Regions from separate parts of the Mus musculus genome. Here all the other regions are linked to region 1. A link is a contact called in public Hi-C and HiChIP or PLAC-seq data. All regions are on one chromosome and are shown on one strand. Each heading gives the region's core, a stretch centred on a gene start, on an enhancer-like site or on the middle of the called end of the contact. The rest is flanking DNA. Distances are from core to core; before and after follow the strand shown.

Evidence for each region. HiChIP or PLAC-seq counts read pairs in DNA pulled down with a chosen protein or histone mark. A called contact is a pair of places that touch in the nucleus more often than the background predicts.
Region 2: a Hi-C map of nephron progenitors shows a contact between it and region 1, with 4 times the contacts expected there. The contact joins the promoter of Gpat2 here to the enhancer-like site in region 1. A contact is called at or near these places in 1 of 39 promoter capture datasets (the HPC-7 cell line) and 3 of 484 Hi-C or Micro-C datasets (embryonic stem cells, large pre-B cells and nephron progenitors).
Region 3: a contact with region 1 is called in a CTCF HiChIP or PLAC-seq map of CD8 T cells, with 6 read pairs. The contact joins two enhancer-like sites. A contact is called at or near these places in 1 of 15 datasets of contacts at CTCF or cohesin (CD8 T cells) and 1 of 115 datasets of contacts at active chromatin or transcription factors (embryonic stem cells).

What each region holds. Positions count from the first base shown.
Region 1 is chr2:127,179,966-127,184,870 of GRCm38.p6, reverse strand. No RefSeq gene overlaps it. Among named protein-coding and RNA genes, the nearest start is that of 1810024B03Rik, 26 kb to the left of the region's middle. Within about 2 kb of position 1,945, at least 362 of the 459 cell types and tissues checked have an H3K27ac peak or open chromatin away from gene starts, as enhancers often do. A contact at or near this core is called in CD8 T cells, the HPC-7 cell line, embryonic stem cells and 1 more, where this site is marked.
Region 2 is chr2:127,422,972-127,427,876 of GRCm38.p6, reverse strand. Gpat2 (glycerol-3-phosphate acyltransferase 2, mitochondrial) reads right to left here and starts at 2,678. Exons shown (of 22, transcript NM_001081089.2): 1 at 2,656-2,678; 2 at 506-636; 3 at 271-384. The coding sequence starts at 568.
Region 3 is chr2:127,312,062-127,316,966 of GRCm38.p6, reverse strand. No RefSeq gene overlaps it. Among named protein-coding and RNA genes, the nearest start is that of Gm46762, 21 kb to the left of the region's middle. Within about 2 kb of position 2,241, at least 79 of the 459 cell types and tissues checked have an H3K27ac peak or open chromatin away from gene starts, as enhancers often do. A contact at or near this core is called in CD8 T cells, where this site is marked.

The sequences.
Region 1 (4,905 bases), core at 696-3,195:
GCTAATGCTTAGAGAAGAGACAGCCAAGAACAGATTTTACATTCCACATATGCTGTCTCATGTAAGTCTCTCTTAGGTTCAGGCCCCAGGTTAAACAATTTAAATATGGACTGGAGACTGCAAGTCCCACAGATGGGAGATTTACACAGAAAAGATATAACCAGAATTATTTTTAAGTATACCAGTGCATTGAAACAGCAGGCCACTCTTTGGTGATGGGGTCCTGAGTTTGAGGTGCCGGAAGATGAGAAGGTTGGAAAAGTAGAAGAAAGCAGTGGTGGCAAACGCCTTTAATCTGAGTACTTGGGAGGCAGAGGCAGAGGTAGACAGATTTCTGAGTTCAAGGCCAGCCTGATCTACAGAGTTTGTTCCAGGACAGCCAGGGCTACACAGAGAAACCCTGCCTGGATAAATAAATAAATAAATAAATAAATAGAAGAAAGTATCAAAATTGTGATGGGGGTGTCTTGGATAGGCTGTCTATGCCACACAGGCTTCTGGAGAACAGCATCTTGTATACTTCTTACAGGGGGAAAATGGAACAAGATAGGAGACTTCTATGAAGTCAGCACAAACTACTATACAGTGAGAAAACCACAGGAAGGAGCTAATAAAAGAAAGCTGGAAAAACAGGAAGAGAGAATCTCTCAAAAACGTTCCTGACCAAGCCCACACTGGACTCGGGACTGATAACCATAGCCGCATGTGGTGGGATCTCAGGGTCTGAAGCAAGCCATCCCCGAAGGCCCTGGCCCCAGACCTCCACCCGCTCTCCCAAGCACCGTCCTTGCTTTAGAGAAGGAGCTCTATTTTATTCCCAGCACTTCAGGGCCTTAGGGGAAGCTCCCAAGCCTGAGCCCCAGGTTGGCATTGGCTCTGGAGACCTAGAAGGAGCTGTTCTATGCCTTGCTTGACCAGGCCAGTCCTCACCAAACAGTGTTTTTCCTTTTCAAAGAGTTATCACCAGCTGTAGTCTTGCCCATGTGACAAAACGATGCTTTTCTCAAGAAGAAAACCAGACCTTTATGGCACACCAGGCCTTAAAGTTGGTTGTGGCCCTATATTGCCCCTTGGAGCCACTTGTTAGAGACCTGCTCTTTGAAGTCAGGATGGGGCTAATTCATGATTGTAAAGCAGAGTTGTCTCCTACCTTATGGTTTGTGGACAAATGTCTGGACAATCCCGGTAAACTACCACATGTATTCTAGCATCCTATTCTCCAATCGGCCTTTTTAGCATAGCACATACCTGTGTGGAGTTTTAGGGGCAGTCCTCCCTCACCTACATTCGACTTGCCGCCACTACAAGCATTAGTCGATCCTTTACATCAATTTTACTCTTCTACATCACAGCTTAATATTTGAGTGCTATCCGACACACGAGATGCCTTTTACAGGCTCCACAAAATTAACTCGAAATGGGACTTATACCTAGCTATAAAATGCCTAAATGCTAAGGCCAAAACTTACAGAAGAAACTATAGAAACAAGGGCTCTCCAAGTTTGGCATCCTGCCAAGGGTATTTCTACACAGAAGCCCTTTCCCCAAATGCTTTGTGTAGATGCAGCCACCCTAGTGAGATTATTCCGAGCCCACAGCCGGGCCCAGGGAGAGAGAAGGACCACAGGGGAACCTCACAAGTAACAGCTTCTGTCAGGCTGCTGTTTACCACAGAGCCCCCTGGGCTCAGCCGCCTGCTCCTCCCTTTGTGGGAGACTGCCCTGCACTTAACGTGTCGGAACTTCTGGGCTTGCCTGAGCTCCCCGCACCCAGGAGCGGCACACAGAACACATCAAGCAGAAACATTCAAGACTGCTAGCTAAATTTAAAAGAGGAACTTGCAAGATCGCACCCGGAAGAGCCCGCCTTCTCTTTTGGGTGGCAGATCCGTCTGGATGTCCTAATTGGCTAGTGAATCTGGAGTGACATACACACCACCCATTGGATTAGAGTGTGCTGAAGGGACACAGCGGAATAATTCCGGGCACAGGTTGCCAGTCTGAGGCCAGTCCTTTCCCGGATCTGTAGAAATTTGCATTTCAGTACCACCTTTGTCTTTCTTCCAATTGCTTGCCGGTCTTTTTCCCCCACCCTGGTCAGGGGAAGACCCACAACTCCAATTTGCTCTTGGCTAAGTTACCCGCTTCTCTCCACTGTGGGCCACATTGCAAATTTGGAGCTTTCCAGAGCTCCAGTCACAACACTCAGTAGGCACTTCCGCTTCTTCCTTTTGGAATCATTGAGACTTTACTTAGGGAATGTTGATAAGTTCACATATAGGTTTGCCTACCCCTATGCATGCTATGTTAAATCCTCTTCTGAACTTGATCACAAGGTAAAAGCAGAGATTTTTAAGGGCATTCTTAGCTCAAAGTCATGCAGAAACATACGTAAATTATAAAAGTATTGGACAGAAATACCTCTAGAATGTTCATCTTCTATTACAAAATCTTAGCTAACCATCCAGTAAATGACGCTGTAAAAGTAGATGGCTAAGGAGCTCTTTGTTAATCATTATCTGTGATCTAACCAATAAATGTATCAAAATATATAGATACAAAAATGTATCAATGTACAGAAAGAACAGAGAACACTAATGCAGAGGACCAACCTCACCTAGGTCTGGGTTCCTAAGAGAAGGGGTGTTTGAGAGCAACAGGGAAACAAGCAACTTGAACTCAAATCATGGGTCCAAGCTGCTGGCTTATGTTCTGCTGAGATAGCATTCCAGATGAGATGGCTTCCCAGACTGCTTTCTCTGTGTCTGTGTGCTCTAGACTGATTTTACTTTCTATTCTAAAACCTCTGTGGTTGAGACAGCTAGCTTTCTGCGTGAGACAGCTCTCTCTGCTAGTAAAAATTCTAAACGCTCTCTGGATAGCTCCTCAGTTTTCTCACCAAAGTCAGAAAAACTGATCTAAAAAATTCTTGGCTTTTCCAATCAAGTCAAAAATACTGTTAGAAAAATTCTAAAAGTAATTCTTGGGTTATCAAAATCAGAAAGGAAAAAAAAATCTGCTGTGTTCACTCTTCACATAGCCTTCTCTGGATAACTGCTAGAAAACATTTTAACAGAGCTCTGTCACCTCTCTAAGTAATTCTTGGAATTTCTAACCTCAGACATTAGAATGTTAGGAAAAAATCTTGAAGAGCTGTGTTTGCTTTCCAGAGATATCCAGATAGCTCAGCTCTCATTACAGAAAAAACACTTTAAAAAGTACTGCAGTATCTTCCTGCTAGCTCATCATATACAGATCAAAAGCCTGGGTTTTTTTTATTACATATGAATTTGGTTATTTATTCCAGGATCCCTTTTGATTATCCTATGAATCATCTGCCCATAACCCCAGCTCCTTGATACTTAAGAGACAGCAAGTACATTTTATTTATTTATTTTAACAATGTAAAAGAATTCAGAAATCTTGCTTAACTCTGTTATGTAGCTGGGTAGGAGTGTGCTGGGGGGACACAGAGTAGTTGCAAGCAGTGGAATGTTTCTATTGAGGCTTACTGGGCTATCCTAGTAGGTATTTGGAAGACTCTGCTGCTGAGAGTGACTTGTACTGTGCAGACCTGGCCCAAGATGTTTCAGTGAAGAAGAACTTCAGTATCTGGCCTAGAGACTGTTTTTGGTGAAGAAGATGGTTCAGACCCTTGTCTGAAGAGTCTACCTGAGACTAAAGTAAAGAGATTTATATTAATTACATTAACAAAATAAGTCTTAAAAAAATCCCAGCAGAGACCTTGCTCTCTTGTTTTGTCTTATAAAGAGTGTTTTAATTAAAAGGAGCAAGCAGAGAAAGGAAAAATATAAAATGTATGTTTTAAGTATTAATGGGGCACCAGGAAGTGAAATGAAGCTGAATCAAATGATCAAGGAGATAAACAAAATATGGGGGTGGTAGCTTTGGTGCAAGATCCCAACCAACAAAGCTTAGATCCACGCATGATGGAACATGCCTTTAATTTCAGGAGACAGAGACAAGCAGATCTCTGAGTTCAAGGCCAGCCTTGTGCAGAGCAAGTTCCAAGTACAGAAAAGCTTAAGTTCAGGTGTGGTGGTACAAGCCTTTGATCCCAGAATTCAAAAGAGAGAAACATACAGATCTCTTAGTTCCATCCAGGTCAATCTACAGAGCAAGTTCCAGGACAGCCAAGGTTAGGCAAGGAAGAAATTGGAAAACAGAAAGATGGTGATAATGTAATAGAACAAGGAGGGCATGTTCCAGCTCAAACAAGCAGCATAACTAAGCAGTTTCAGCTATGAGGCTCTGGCTTTAGAATAAAAATCCAGAGACAGCCAATATTGTACCTTGCACTTCAGTTGGGTTTGGTAATGTTTAAGAATCAACCAGGTGTTAGTGGTTTTAATGGTATGAAGAAGTCATGGATAGCAGCTGAGGCTTGGGACTGTGAGAGACCCAGGAAGGCCATTGGTGAAGGTGCAGTTGACAGCCTACCACTGAAGGGTCATGCAAAGAAGTTAAGGCTCGACACCATGAAGAGAGTCCATGAAAGGATTTTGGTGGTTCCTAGTTGCAGCAGAAGACCACAGTGTATTGGAGATGCCAGCACCATAGGATGGTCACCAAGAACAGCAGCAGCAGTGAAGTAGAGTCAAGTGCTACAGAGAGCAGAGCTGGAGATATGACCCAAGTGAGGAGCAGGGAAGATCATGTGTGGATCCCAGATATTAAAACAAGAAGCTGCAACCTTAAAGTTGCCTTCGATACCCAAAGATGTTAGAGATGCTAGAGCCATGGAATATCTGCTGAGAAAAGCTACAGATAGAGTGGAAACAGACCAGGAGAAATGTTTGTTCCAGTCAACACAAAGATAAAAAGGACTTAGAGATCTGAAAACCACTTTGACATCAGACATGGAGATGCAGAGTTTGGAGTTTGC
Region 2 (4,905 bases), core at 1,429-3,928, 240 kb before region 1:
TGAGTGGGCACTGTTCCCAAACTGAACAGAGTCAGTTATATTCCAGCCTTGTGGGCATAGCCTAGCTCTCCTGAGGCCTCCTACCCAACTCTCCTAAGCCCCATCCCAACAACAGACCCCACTATATCCATTCCTCTAACAGGCAAAGGCATGCAGCAGTGAAAGATGAGGCTTGGGAAGACGAGAGGGAGGCAGCTGCCCAGGATCCTCACTCCCAGGACCAAGCCAGCCTAAGATTTCCAAGGGAGGCCCATCCCTACCATCACTTACCCAGCTCTTAGGAGTACAGGTCTGGCAGCAGCGGCCCATAAAGGGGCGATACTTTCCCAGGAATGGAGTGATGGCCTCCATCTTCATCCCAAAGCTTGAGGACCAAAGGCTGGTCTGGAAAAGGGCCACAAGAGAGGTGATCGAACTCAGGGTCTTTGACAGAATGAGGAGCACATCTGGAGTGGAGGTCACAGAGGGCAAGTGGGAGGGCAAGGGTGTAAGAATTCCACACTACCTCTTGACCATTGTGGTTACTCCTCTGCTGGGTTTGGGGGTTGGATTTCAACATGGTATCCATGAAGGTCTGTAAGATCAGTGAATCAAGCACTGTGTCTCTCTCCACACAGACCTGACCTAGAAAAAAAACTAAAAGAATGGAATCTGATCCATAATCCAAGGTTTTGTGGGGTGATGCCAGAGTCTACCCCAAGACAGACAACACTTAAGCCATCAGCAATGAGGACAATTGCCAGGAGACTGGAGGCAGTCTGATCAAATCCCTGTCACTGACCCAAGTGGTCCCTCCAGGAAGTGAGCTGTACTTGAAAAGTCAGGGGCTCCCTCAGGCAACATGAGTGGCTATCTTCCATCCACATGCCCCAATGTGTTCTAACAGCAACTGTGATTGTAATGGCAACGTAAGGCTCTCCGTGTAGAAGGAAAAGCCTAGGCTGGGCTGGATTATACCAGCAAGAAGAGGATACAAGGAAAAGGATACTCTCTCCATAAACCTAAGTCCTGCTGAGCAGCCCTCTTGCAGAACCTCGGATCCATTATGCTTCTGTGGAAGAGAGACTCCTGCCCAAAAGGGTCCCCTACCCTGATCTTCCACCATGTCCATGGTGAACAGACTGGCCTAATTATTTATATTCTTTTTATTCCCCAACTCAATCACATTAACTGCACGCTAGCCTGAGAGTGCCTTTTTGAGTTTTGAGACCACAAATTGTTAGTTCATGATACATCTAGATTCTTCTTTCTCCATGAGTTCCAGGGCCCAAGGCAGCCAGAAAAGCAGCCTTGTGGAGCCCTCGGGGTTCCCATCTCACTTCCCTCACATCATCTGAAAGTCGTCCTGAGGGTAAGAATTGCAAATAATTCATGTGTAGACCCAGCAATTAAGTGGTATGGAAAGGGCCCAGGAGAGCCAGATGCCTGTGGCTTAGTTTCCAGGGTTCCTCTGGTGCTCCTCCTCTGCCCCTTGGTGCTATTTAGCACCATGAAGCCAAGCAGTAACCGGATCCTGATTGATGTATACACAGGCCCTGGAGATCTCATTTCAGATGCATCCCCTACTTTAAAAAATGTTCTCACAGCCCCATTCAGACCCTAAGCACAGAGAAGCCCAAGGTCAAGGCTGCAATGTAAGGAGGCCTGCCTCCTTTGCAAGGAAGACGTTTGACACTCCTCAGCTTGAGACTCCTAACCTCAAAATCTAACCCCACCGACCAATGCTGGCCCTAAAATAACAGATTAAAAGACAAGGCATGGAGCATTCTCATGAGCCAATTAAGCCAACTACCTAGCTCATGAAATCCAGGTCAGTTGGGGACAGCTCACTCACGCTTTTTAAGACACTGTCTTGCTATTTTGCCCCGACCAGCTTTGAATTCTCCATCCTCCTCCCTCTGTTTCTCAAACACCACTATTACAGACACATCTGGCAAGCAAGATCCCTAAGTGAGGGCCACTGGCAGTCTGTGTAGATGCACACTCTTCCCCGAGGGCCAGTACAGTTCACAGGCATCTTCTCGCTGACTATATGACGTGCTTAAACATTAGGAATTAAGGCCAACGTTTAAAAGCAGAGAGCTTGTTATATAAAGAGCGGGGGTTTCCAGCTGCTGCTGTAAAAATAACTTTGAGATGTGGTATCTGAGCAGATACCCAACAGGGCCTCGGCTCGGGGGCGCCCAGAAGCCACGTCCCTTCCACTCTGAGTCCTCCCACCCGCACTACACAGGTGGCACTTGGTGCCTGGCTCTTATGTAGCTCTTCACCAAAGGCTAAAATGCAACACACACATCCCCAATGTTCCTGCCCTACTAACCATCACAGAACTTAACTTTAAAAAGTTCTCAGCTGCAGCAAATACCCCTACGCCTGCAAGGAAGGTTCTCGCCAAAACCAAGATGGAGGGCAGGGCCTGTCTCCGAGGCGGCACCGGAAGTCCATCCTTGCCTGCTCTCTGAGTCTCAGGTGCCACAAGCCAAGCAAAGGGCAAAGTGGGGCTCTCCAGGGCCACCAGCTTGCCTCTGACTGTTTGTCTGTGAGACACGCCCACCAGCCCGAGTTCCACATCAGTCCCTGCCTGACCCAAAGCCAAGCCCAGCCCAGCCCAACCCAGCCTGGTCCAATCCGGCACACGAGTCTCAGGAAGCTCACCTCACACCAGCCGCCAACTCCCGCCAAACAGCCGTGTGACTGAGCCGACGAAGCCGGAAACTGGGCTCTGCGCATGCGCCTCAGCAGCTGAGGGGCCAGCCAATCAGAACGCGCTCTAGGCTCGAAGCCCCATCCCTTGACACCCTATATGCTCTGCTGGACTTGCTGCCTGTACCACATGATCACTGCTCCCTCCACGCCCATCACCCACAACTCGCTGCAAGTGTTGAGAGTTTGTTGGGGAGAGGACATTCTGGCTTAGGAACCTGCTTGTCCTAATCTGGAAGTGTGGAATGCAAAGGACCCAAGGAGGGGAGTCTTAAAAAGGATGTGGGGAGGATAGTGTACACCTCTCATCCCAGCACACGAGAGGCAAAGGCGGATGGATCTTTGTGAGTTCGAGTCTAGCCTGATCTACATAGCAAGTTCCAGGTCACCCAGAACTACATAGTGAGACTCTGTCTCAAAATAAATTACGTGTGTGTGTGTGTGTGTGTGTGTGTGTGTGTGATCTATATATGTGCATGTGTGGCTTTGTGGGGGTATGCACATGTGTGGTCAGAAGAGGGCTTGGATCTGGAATTGGAGTTAACAAGAGCGCAGTGGTCCCTCACGAGTCCCGGGAACTAAAGACCCATAGCAGAAGGTGAGAACCAATTACCCCAAGCTATCCTTTGACCTCCTCACTTGTATACACAAAATAAAGACGTGTGTTTTTTTAAAGGAGAACCTGAGCTGAGCACCAGCACTTATCTGTTTTCTGCTTCCTGCCAAGCTATGATGTGGTCAGCAGCCTCATGGTCCTCTGCCATGCTTTCCCAGCCAAGATGTCCAGTGCCCTCAAACTGTGAACCACAACAAGCCCTTCTTTCCTAGAGTGGCTTTTGGTCAGCTGTTTGGTTACATCAACAGGCAAAGTGTATAAAGATGAGAGTGGGGTCATTTAGGTAATCGGCTCTGAGCACTCTAGGAACAAAGGACATATGGGTTCCTTCATCATTTCACTGTTGCAGCAAGCCACCAAGAGACCAGCCCTGAAAGGTCTCCACAGGACCGGGAAAGTGACTCAGCAGATAGGAGTTCATATTGCTCTTCCAGAGGACCTGAGTTCAGGGTCCAACAACTACATCAGGTGGCTCACAGCTGCCTGTAACTCCAACTTCAGGGATCTAGCACCCTCTCCTGGTCTCCTCAGGTAACTACACTCATGTGCACATACCCACACACAAACAAATGTTTTAAAAATAACAACTTTAAAAGGTTAGTGCAATATAAAATAAATTGGGGGGAGGTATTCCCTGTACCCCCAGCCCACGTGACAGCCCACTGACCTCCAGTTTCAGAACCTGTGAGGCCATGGGTCCCAAGAGCTGGCTCTTATTCCTAACCTCTACCTCTCCTCCACCGACATTCCCCTTGAGGGTATAGCCACTGTGTTCCCTGCTTTGTGCCATTTTGTGTCCCTCAAGGCCCAAGGGTCTCTTTCGTGGCTTGTGTGTGTGTGTGTGTGTGTGTGTGTGTTTTGAGGCTGGTCTCAAATTTGCCATGAAACAGAGGGTGGCCTTGAACACCTGACCTTTCTGTCTCTTCCTCCTCAGGAACAGCATCACCAGCTTCACATGTTGTATCTGGCTCCCATGTTAACTGTTGTTTTGTATCATAGTGCACAGGCCACAACAAGAAGACTCAGAAACTGAAAAAAGCAAGCAAGGAAAAGGAAACCCCATTATTTAGAAGCAGTAAGTTGCCCCCCCCCCACCTCCAAGTGCAAATCTAGATGTCTCCCAAGATCACCATCTGGATAGAAAGGTGAGCTTTTGTGGTTGGTTGTGAGCACCTCTCACCTTCTTGGAGGGATCTCATTCTGAGAGGGATCCCACAATAGCTGCTTCCGACTGGAAGGTTCCATGGGTAGGGACAGTGGGCCCCAGGGCTGTATTTAGCAGAGTTCTGGCCTCGTTCAGGCCTCAGCTGCACTTCTGCTTTAGAAAGGATGTGTTGGGAGGCTGCAGTGGCAACAGCTGCCTGCTGTAATTTGGGCATTGAAAGATGCATACTCTGTAGACATGGCTCAGGGTTTGATGCTAAAGATCTGACCAGCATTCTGGACCAGGTCCAGAGCTACATGATATGGTGAGACCTGCAGGCCAAATGCTATGCACACTGGTGGTCTGACTTGATCCTTGGAGACACTGAAACTCTCCTTTGCTCAGCCCATGAACCATGAATGAACTGAGAAAACCCCTCCCT
Region 3 (4,905 bases), core at 992-3,491, 130 kb before region 1:
GACTAGGAAGGAAAGAGCCTTCCTATAGCCTTCAAAGGCTCTGTCAACTTCCTAAGGTTCTGAATGCTCAGGATAGCTCCAAACTTTGGGAGCTATATGAACTAAAGAGAAGAAAGAAGGTGTAAACTAGGAAAGTAAAGATGTGAGCTATTTCAAAATCAACGAACTGATCATCAATAAAGTGAAGAAGAATCAAGCATACTGTGTTCCCAGGAGTGGGGAGGTTACAGGCTGAGGTGTGAAAGAATGTCAGTGTACCCACTGAATGAGAAGAGTATGTCACCCGTTAGGATGGCAGGCACACGGCCAGCACACTGGGCAAAGCAGGTAGATGAGAGAACAGGGCCCTCTGCTAGGAGTGTTCTGAAGACACTGTTGGAACACCAGTGGTGTAAAGGCAGAGACTCGTATGAAGACTTCCAACTTAGCATGGTCTCTGTCAGGGGAAATGAAAAATGATTTTTATTGTCCTTGAAAGGCTCTATTTGAGAAGATAATGAGAGAGGGCGAGGTGGCTCAGTCTTTCTGCCAAGACTGAGGGCCTGAAAGCTACCCCAGGAACCCACATGGTGGAAGGATAGAACCAGTGCCACCAAATTGACTTCTGACAGCCACAAGTGTGGGAGAACTTGTATGCACATGCCCCATACTAATGCATTATCATCATCATGTTGACTTTATACCTACGTATTCCTAAAATTCCTTCCCTGAAAGAAACATATACAATGTCTAACCCCTTCTCCTAAGGTCTCAAAACCAGACTGAGGCACCATCTCACCAAAGTTCACTCTGGAGAAGCAATGAGTTTAATGGACTTCCTTATAAGCCATAGATGAGGGGCTGCTTACAAGGGTGTGTCCCACTCCCTGCCCCCTACTCCCACCCTACCTGGAAAGGCTTTACCCAGCAGGGATGAGGACTTCGCTCCCCATATACTCTAGTTCCTCTCAGAGGCCACATCAATTAAGACAGAGTTGCATATGTAACAGGTAGTAGGGAGCAACTGGATACTCTGAGGGAGGTTTCATGATCTCTCCATGAGGGACAATCATTTTGTAAGAAGGCACAGTTGGACTCCCCAGGATAGTGGTTGTTTGGTTCAGAGGACGGTCACTCAGACCACTGATCTAAAAGAAAACCCAAGCCAAGCTGGAAAAAGGATGCTTCAAAACTAGGGTCATAGCTGGGCAGTGGTAGCTTGTGCCTTTAATCCCCGCTCGCAGAGGCAGGTTCGATCGAGGCCAGCCTGGTCTATGTAATGAGTTCCAGAATAACAAGGCTACACAGTGAAACCTGTCTCAGGAAAGAAAGAAAAAAAAAAGGTCTTAGTGTACAATGTTGTCTCAAATATAAATAATAAAAGAGAAAGGTCTAGATTCTATATGAAACTGAATAGGAATGGGTTTCTGATGGGAGAGTCTGGTGTTAAGCCAAGTGAGAAGCCTTGGTCCATCAGATGGCTGATGGTGATTTGGGGAGCTATAGGGACTTTCAGGGACTCAACCCCTCAGCTGAGTAGAGAAGCCAGGTTAGAAAGCTGTGCCAGAAAAACCCCATGTAAGTCAAAGGAGTGGGCTCTTGCGGGCAGAAGGCCTTGGTGACACACTGTAGGCTCACAACATCCCCTCACCTTCACATATACACAGACACAAACATACAGACTCACACACACTTACATGCACATACACAAGCACATGTACTCATGCACACATGCACACACACTTGTACACACACCTGCCCATCCTCTGAGACTCCTCTTAGGCCTTACTTCTTCCCAGAAGCCTTTGCAGATGCCCAGGCTGAATCAAAGGCTTGTCCCTGAGCCACCCAGAGCCTAGGTTCTGCCCCTTTTAGGCTTTATTCTATGTCCACCCACCAGGGCTCCCTGACATCGGGGAGTAGGCCTTGGCAGTTCTGCTTTGTCACACCAGCTAGTGCCTGGATGTCACTGTTTTTCCATTCATTGGATGGATGGACAGCCCACTCTGCCTGCCTCGGTTTATGTTCAGGTTCACCTTGAATACCAGGCTTCCCTGGGGAGTCAGGAACACTAGTTAATCTCAACCCTCTGAAAGGTCACATCCCGTCCTTCTTTCAACAGACACCCTCTCCCCTGCCCCAAGCCCAGGGGTCAGACCATGCTCTGAAAGGGAGCCAAGCAAGGCTGGGGGGGGGGCTGGTTATCAGCAGGATGTGATGACACCCACACAGCCCAGGGTCTTTTTCCACAGCTAAGAACACACAGTGCCAAGTGGCCCCTTCTGCTGGAAGCCACCTTATTTTTCACACCCCCCTCTCTGCTCACATCCTGTTTCCGACCCTCTGACAAAACTGGGCCCCACGCCCTGGGCCCCCACCCTGCCTCCTGGGTTTTCACGTGGCTTTTCTGAGGTAAAGGCAGGCCACAGATCTCTTGGTTTTAAGCTTCTTGGTGGCTTGAGGAATTTACTGCTGAGGTGACAGTCTCAAATGTGTCTAGTGTGGCCACTTGGGGTAGCCTCCTCATAGGTCGTCGGTGAGGGTGAGAGTGAGGAGGGTAAGAATTAGGTGAAGGCTGAAGATACAGGCTGGAAGCTAATGGACACTAACACACTGTATGGCTTCAAGCAGGATCTTTTAGCAGGCTGAAGCTCCCTTGGGCTACAGGAGTCCCGCAGCGGTGGCCTCTTGGTGTGAGCCAGACCAAGAGAATCCACAGGATGGACCAGAGAGGCCTTTGAGGCCAGAGGACAAGAGCCTCCAAATCTGCTTCTTCCTGCCTCTACTATACAACATCCGCTATTTTCTATAATTCCCAGAAATCCATCCATAGGCCACTGTGGGGCCACTTCCCTCACACCAGCCCTTTGACTCAGTTCAAAGAGACAGGAAGAGATGGGAAATGACTGGGAACAAAGGCCTGATACTTTCCCAGCAGGCCTGGCAGGACCCTGGGAGTGTCTGCTGCCCTCCTCAGGCAGCAGGAGGTTCGCTCCTCCTCTTCCCTGTCTCCCCTGGCTGATTCCACCAACCTCTCTCACTGCCCTTAGCTCTCTTCTCCTCGGCTTCTCTCCTTCCAGGGCAGAGTAGGAGAAGCTGCCCCCCCCGACTGTAGTCAGGCCTGTTTTGAGTATGGCTGAGGTTGATGGTCTCAGATCTCCTTGCTAAGTGAACAGTGTTCTGGTCTGTGTAGCTGACAGAAACATGTGAGTAAGTCAATCATATTGGTGAGCGCAAGCCATGAGCACATGGCCAAGGTCATTGTGTCCACCCAAGGTAAGAAGACATGTGAAACTCTAAATTAACTAAAGGGCCATCAAAAAAAAAGTACTTTTTCCATTGTTTGTTCTGAGACAGGGTCTCACTCTACAGCCTTGGCTGTTCTGAATTCACTTTGTAGACCAGGCTGGTCTTGAACTCAGAAGTATCCATCTGCCTCTGCCTCCCAAGTGCTGGGATTAAAAACATGTTGCACCACACTCGGCTAGATTTTTCAAATACTTTTATTTGTACATTAAATTATACACACACACCATATGAGTACCCTAGGAGACCAGAAGAGGGTGGTGGGTCTCCTGGCAACTGGAGGTTGTAAGCTCCCTTGCATGAGTGATGAGACCCTAACTGAAGTCTTCTGGAAGAGTAGTAAATACTCTTAACCACTGATCGATCCATCTTCAGTCCTTAGACAAAAGTTTCTTAGGACACAAAAACACAACATAAAAGTAAAAGTTGATAAATTGGTTTCCCTCAAAATTGAAGTCTTCTGGTTTTTGGAAAAGATCATAAAAACTAAAAAGTCAAGTCACAGACAAAAAGAGTATTATAAACACACATGCATGCAAAGGACTTTCACTCAAGATATATCAATATACCGCTTGACAAGGAAGCGACAGTCTGAAGATGGGCAAAGGCTGTGGAGAGGCAGCCCCTTAAAGGAGGTACAGAAAAGCAGACAACTGCCGTCATGAAGCATCAGGAAAGTGCAAACCAAAACCATAGTGAGACACCACTTCATACAAAAACAACAACGGAAAGGTAATGAATGGTGTGGAGTTGGCAGGAAAATATTTCTGGTATGAGTGTAGAATGGTACAGTTGCTTTGGAAAAAATTTGGTGGTTCCTCCAAATTTAACCAAATTCTGTGTTAAACACAGAATAACCACATGACCCAGCAATTCTAATCCTAGTTCTAACCAAGAGAACTGTAAGCCAGGTCCACACAACACTAGTATGTTCAGAATGGTATAATTTGTAGCAATTCCTCTCCTCTCAAAAACAAAAATAACCCAAATGACAAGCAACTTGGAAATGAATAAAAGGTAGCATAGCCATAAAGTAGAATATTACATGACTAGAAAAAAGAATGAAGCCAGGCAGTGGTGGCGCACCCCTTTAATCCCAGCACTTGGGAGGCAGAGGCAGGCAGATTTCTGAGTTCGAGGCCAGCTTGGTCTACAAAGTGAGTTCCAGGACAGCCAGGGCTACACAGAGAAACCCTGTCTTGAAAAAAAAAACAAAAACAAACAAACAAAAAACAAAACAAAACAAAAAAAGAATGAAGGTTCCAGACAGCTAAAGCTACAGAAAGACCCTGTGTCCAAACAAACAAAGAATAAAGTACAAATAATGGTGTAACATGGAAGAGACTTGAAAACATTATGTTAAACAAAATAAGCTAGGCACAAATACACATGCACAGATTGGGAGGTGGTTAGAATGAGAATGGCCCCATGGGCTCACAGTTCAATGCTTATGTCTCCAGTGGATGGAACTCTTTGAGAAGGATTAGGAGGTATGGCCTGGTTGGAGGAGGTTTGACACTGGGTTGGGCTTTGAAATGTCAAAAGTCTGGGCCATTTTCAGTTAGCTCTCTCTCTCTGCTTCCTACTTCTGGATAAGGATGTAAGCTCTCAGCTACTGCT